2 separate regions of the Sus scrofa genome follow, and region 1 is linked to region 2. Evidence: chromatin contacts called from public Hi-C data. All regions are on one chromosome and are shown on one strand. Each heading gives the region's core, a stretch centred on a gene start, on an enhancer-like site or on the middle of the called end of the contact. The rest is flanking DNA. Distances are from core to core; before and after follow the strand shown. Region 1 holds the start of LMO2 (rhombotin-2). Region 2 overlaps LOC110259281 (a long non-coding RNA gene).

The links. A called contact is a pair of places that touch in the nucleus more often than the background predicts.
Region 1: a Hi-C map of fetal liver shows a contact between it and region 2, with 2.0 times the contacts expected there. The contact joins the promoter of LMO2 here to the enhancer-like site in region 2. A contact is called at or near these places in 1 of 5 promoter capture datasets (fetal liver), 8 of 47 Hi-C or Micro-C datasets (alveolar macrophages, blood, epiblast stem cells and 3 more) and 2 of 2 datasets of contacts at active chromatin or transcription factors (alveolar macrophages and skeletal muscle).

What each region holds. Positions count from the first base shown.
Region 1 is chr2:27,032,550-27,035,249 of Sscrofa11.1, reverse strand. It overlaps LMO2 (rhombotin-2), which reads right to left and starts at 1,326. Exons shown (of 5, transcript XM_005661026.2): 1 at 1,259-1,326.
Region 2 is chr2:26,953,100-26,955,799 of Sscrofa11.1, reverse strand. LOC110259281 (a long non-coding RNA gene) reads left to right here. Exons shown (of 2, transcript XR_002341526.1): 2 at 2,286-2,432. Among named protein-coding and RNA genes, the nearest start is that of CAPRIN1, 79 kb to the right of the region's middle. Within about 2 kb of position 1,304, at least 7 of the 83 cell types and tissues checked have an H3K27ac peak or open chromatin away from gene starts, as enhancers often do. A contact at or near this core is called in alveolar macrophages and fetal liver, where this site is marked.

The DNA.
Region 1 (2,700 bases), core at 77-2,576, 79 kb before region 2:
TGAAGCCAGTCCCCTGAGCTCTGAGACATTCCTCAGGTCCCCCAGGGCAACCCCTGCCCACTTGGACCTCTGACAGCAGTGCCGGTCCTTGACTTACAGAGGACCTGCTTTGCAGGAGCCCATCAGGCCCCAAGGATGGGGAAAGGGTGCAGTTGGTGATGATGCACAAAAACCTCCTAAAAGGGACCCAGTGCTCATAGAGATGGATACCTCTGCCCTGCCTCTGAGAAGCCAAGGCTTAGAGTGCAGCCGGCACAGGCTCCCTTTTGGGTGGTGATGGCAGGAGTGGCGGTGGGGGTGCTTTTCAGGTACGTAGAGCATCTCTCACACCCCCCTCAGGCCACAGCCCCTTGCCAAAGGCCCCCAGGATGCTCATGGACCAGCTCAGCTCCTCTCATGCTTTCAGCTACAGTACTTCCCATCACATTGCAGGAGGCCGCCTTGGGTCATATCTTGCAAAAGAAGCGCTATTAAAAACTATTCCATTTGTATTTCTTGCGTGGCTCTCCATCTGGAAATATCTTTTATCTGGCAACTTTTGCAAAGCGAACTGAATCTTGAAGGGGATCCTGGCAGGTTTATGCTGGCCTCTCTATCACTCCAAGAAGTCATTTCCATGCTAACCTTTAGCAGGGTCGAGTAATCGTGACTTGGTATCGGAAACAAGACAGGCATCAGACCCTGAGGCATCTTTTTAACCTTGAAAACATCCACTTGGAGGGCAAGAGCGAAATCTGGAAGATTATACACACTCCTGGCTCAAATGTGACTTCTTCAGGGAAGCAGCTCCCCCCCACACCGCTGCCCTTCCAGCCCCCCCTCCCCCCGTCTCTTGTGACTAAATTAGGACCTACCATTAGATGACCTCACTCCTAGATTTTTTAAATTGTTTTTTCCTTTTTCTTTTGCTTTTTTATTTCTCTAAGTATAGTTGATTTACAGTGTTGCGTTAGCTTCTGGTATACAGCAAAGTGATTCAGTGTTTGGTTTGGTTTTGTTCAGATCCTTTTCCATTATAGGTTATTACAAGATACGGAATAGAGTTCCCTGTGCTGTACAGGAGGTCCTTGTTGTTTTTCTGCTCACTCTCTGTTTGGATCACAATTTGTAAGTCTACCTGGTGTGGTTATTAATTGCTGCTTGGCTCCCCCCAGGACTCCAAGCTCCGTCTGCTTGGAATTGAATCCAAGCGCCTAGCCCAGCACGTAGTAAGGACCCAATAATTATTTATTGAAGGAAGGAATAAAACTCATCTTACCTGCCTCTCCACCAGGTACTTCAAGTCCAGGTTGAAAAATATCTTTCCAGAACCGCTGTTGCTGAAAGAAAATGAGAGGAACTCTCCGGCAGGCAGCTAGAAGTAGAATGGGGGGGCGGTGAAAAAAAGAGTTCTTTATCGTCAGTTAGAGGAATGTTTCCACAGGTCCCTGATAAACTAGGGACAAATACCCCCAGGCTCTCTGATAGCCTGAGTGTCCTTGATAGTGTGGCTGGGTGGGGCAGGCTGGGCTTTGGCATCAGGGCAAAGGGATGGATTCTAACGGTTTCTTCACTGGTTGAAAAGTCTGCTTCCTGCCCAACTTTTTTTTTTTTTTTTCTCTTCGTTATGTACCAGCTCAGCTTATATTGTGAAGAAGTGGCCCTGTTCCCCAAATGAGTGGAGGCCGGTAGACAGGAGCGGTGCTTATCGCTGCTGCCGGGCCTTTCAGTTGGATGGGCCGGGGGCTCTGAGAAGGGGAGTGTCCTGTTTGTGCCTCACCCTCTGCACATCTCACAGCCCTTTGGGTCTCAGAAATTCCCCCCTCCCAGCCCACCGACTTAGACGGGGCACGTAGCCAGGCTCCCATTTGATAGGGGAGCGTTATTAGGCCAACGTCCTTCCAAATCTGAATGCTGCCTAAACGAGAGAGCCATGGGGCCATCTTCATTGGACTCTGGCATTCATGTTCACAAGAAGCTCTCTCGAGAATTTACTTTTCAAGAAGAAGAGTTTTGTTGGGCAAAAATCAACTCAGAGGCTATATTCATTACCTACTAAGTGGTACTTTTGGGCTTTGTCTTTGGAGTAATTCCAACAGAAGATTGCAGTTAGGAGCAGATGGACCTGTGGTGGTACACAGTAGCTGCCTTTTATTGAGCACATACTATGTGCCAGGAATTTTATATGTTTTATCTTATTTAATCTTAATATAACCTTCTGAGGTGAGTAATAGTATTCTTCCAATTTCACAGATAAGGAAAATGAAGGTCACAGGAGTTCAATAACTTGCTTAGGGTCACCCAACTCCATAAGCATGGGAAATGGGATCTGCACCCAGGTCTTCTGACTCTGTATCCTCACCTTTTCTCACCACGTCGGTGTTTCCTTGCCTTCCCACATTCACTGTTGGCAGCACACAGTCTCAGGCCTGCACCGACGTCATGAGATCAACATACCTGGGGGCCTCAGAAAGTTCCTGGACATCCAATCTAAAGTCGCCCCCCCCCCGCCAGGCACTAACAGCACTATTTTATTTTCATCACTCTACTGATCACTCTCTGATGCTTTCTCATTTATGAATTTGCGTATAGTCTTTCTTCCCCACTAAGTGACAAATTCCATAATTGCAGGGAGAAGATGCCCAAAGTTTTATCTCCAGAATCCTAGATGTGGGTAGAACCTCGGAAGTATTCAGTACATATTTATTGAATATCTTGGTA
Region 2 (2,700 bases), core at 55-2,554:
GGCTTTTTTGAACTTGAGAGGCCTGCTCTGAGCGTGGATTCAGAGTCCACTGTCTGAGCCAGGGCGCCAAGAGCCAGCTTATCAGCCACCTGTTATTTTTGATGGAAGCAGAGGTGACCAGGACAAAGGAATGAGCTCAGGGAGGTCAGATGTCACTTAAACATGATGTCACCCGGGGCAATCAAGGCATTAGGGACCTCAGATTCTCTCAGAGGGGAATTCTAGAGGATTTTAACCAAGACTTAAACCAAGGCCCATCTTTGGAATTCTAGAGGATTTTCCCCAAGGCCTAAACTAAGGCTCCTGTAGGACTATCTTTGGTAGCCATCCAGGGAAGGGATGGTGCCACCTGGCACATGATCCCAGGTGCCCGTGGCTGATGAGTAAGTACAGGGTCAGCTATCAGATGATGCGCTGTGCTAACCTTCAAAACAGGAGGAAGGAAAGATGCTTCCGTGTGAGGCCAGCCCAGCTCCACTACTTTCTTTTTCCTTTGTTGTTGTTGTTTTTTTTTTTTTATTTTTAGGGCCACATCTGCAGCATATGGAGATTCCCAGGCTAGGGGTTGAACTGGAGCTGCAGCTGCCAGCCCGCCTATGCCACAGCCACAGTGATGCCAGATCCAAGCCTCATCTGGGACCTACACTGCAGCTCATAGAAACACCAGATCCTTAACCGGCTGATCAAGGCCAGGGATGTTACCCAGATCCTCATGGATACAAGTCAGGTTTATAACCCGCTGAGCCACAACAGGAACTCCCCAGCTCCCCTGCTTTCCATGTGACCTTGAACAGGGCCTCAGTTTCCCCATTTATGAAATGGGGCTGCTAACAGTATTGAGCACACAGGGCCGTCACGATGGTCAAATAGAACAACCAGGTAGAAAAATTCCTCCAGTACCTGGAAGCCCAAACCAGCTCCTCGGGACAATCAGTCTGGTGGCTGCGTTGTCATACCCAGGGTCTCTCTGAGGTCAAGAGAGGCTCCTTGACGCCAAAACCGGTTGAACAGAATTTGATGTTTTAATGGTTGAATCCCATCCGTGGAATTTTGTGACTATCTACCTGATTGCACTCATAGATGGTGGATACAGTGGAATTTGAGGCCTTTTTTGTGACCAAGGCCATTGCAAAACCACCCCCTCCCTCCTGACCCCCACGGACCCCCTCCAACCCCCGAGCACTCTCTGCTAATAGAGTGCCCTTCAGGAGTGCCTGGCCTTGGCCCCTCATCCCTTCTCCCCACTACCCTCCAGGCTGTGTAACATTTAATACCTGATCCCCAAGCATGAGGGGAAGCGGAAGAGAGGCCCACAGAGGCCATCACTCTGTGAAGGCACCGCCAAGCCCTCGCCGCCGAGAGGGGCCTCTGCTGCAGGAAGTGTTTTATTTCACAATTAGCCAAGGCAAAGAGAAACCTTTCTAGAATCTGTTTGTCCCTCAAGGCCACAGGGTTTAAACTTCTCCACCCACCCACCCACCACCCCCAGCCACGGCTCTGAATGAATGATAGGAGCCAATTATTCTGCCAATAGGTGCTGGCTCTGTTGGAATGGACTCCACCGAGCTCTTCGGCACTTTCTCCAAGGGCAGGGTGGGGTCTCTTGTCAAGGGCACCCAGAAGCCTCTTATATGACTCAGCAGAGATCCAGAGTTTTCCTAAATGTAGGGGCAGGGTGGGGGAAGGGAGGAGGAAGAGAGCCAATTACTGACTCCTCCTGGCCACAACCAACAGCTCATCCAAGATACTTGCAGCGTGGGTTTGGGGATCCTAGAACATGTATGAGAAGAAGGCACAGGAGAATCCAGCTCAGACCAAGCTGAATTAGGGGTGCAGGAACCCACTGGGGCAATTCCACATTTCCTATCTTGCGAGCTCCAGGTCCCAGCAGATCATTAAACGGACCTCAAGAGCTGGCCCTGGGGGTGCAAATTACAAAATAGAAGGGTTTCCCAGCCAGGCTTTGAAATAAACCACGAACAAATGCCCACAGACAAAAGGAAGCGCCTATCAGCCCTGGGCCAGCGAACAACCGGGGAGCTACAATGGCATAAACCAGCGGGGGTGGATGTGGCCAGTTTATATGCTTCTAACTCTTGCATCCTGTGAATTGTGAGCCCGGGAGCAATGTTTGTAGCCCATCGAACTAGAAAGGGATCGCCTACAGTGTTCCCAAGTTTGTCTTCTTTTTTATTTGTTATTATCGCCATCACCTTGACCTTCCCCGTCACCGTTGTTATGGTCACTATTAATCATTTTTATCATCATTCCTTGCCTGTGCACAGTCTCTCACCATTGACGGAGAACTTCTGCATCCACCCTGACAACTCGATCGTCACAGTAACTCTCTGAAGCGGACTGGGCAGTATTAGCATCCCTGTTTCCCCCATGGGTGAGCCAAGGCTGGTGGAAAGTAAATTGCTGGCCCTACGTCATGCTCAAGTTCCCATCTCTTGCAAGGATCATCCATTTATAAGACTACAACTTCATTCTGAGACTGACATCAAAGTATTTAACAACTGATAAGACATAGGTACTGACCAGTCAGGACAGACACTAGCTATAAACAATGGATGAATGTGGCCCTTCTGGTTCATGCAGCTGAACATCTCCAAGAGTTTGTTTGACCTGAGGATATTACTTTATTTTTTTATTTAAAAAAATTTGTTTTTTGTCTTTTTGCCATTTCCTGGGCCGCTC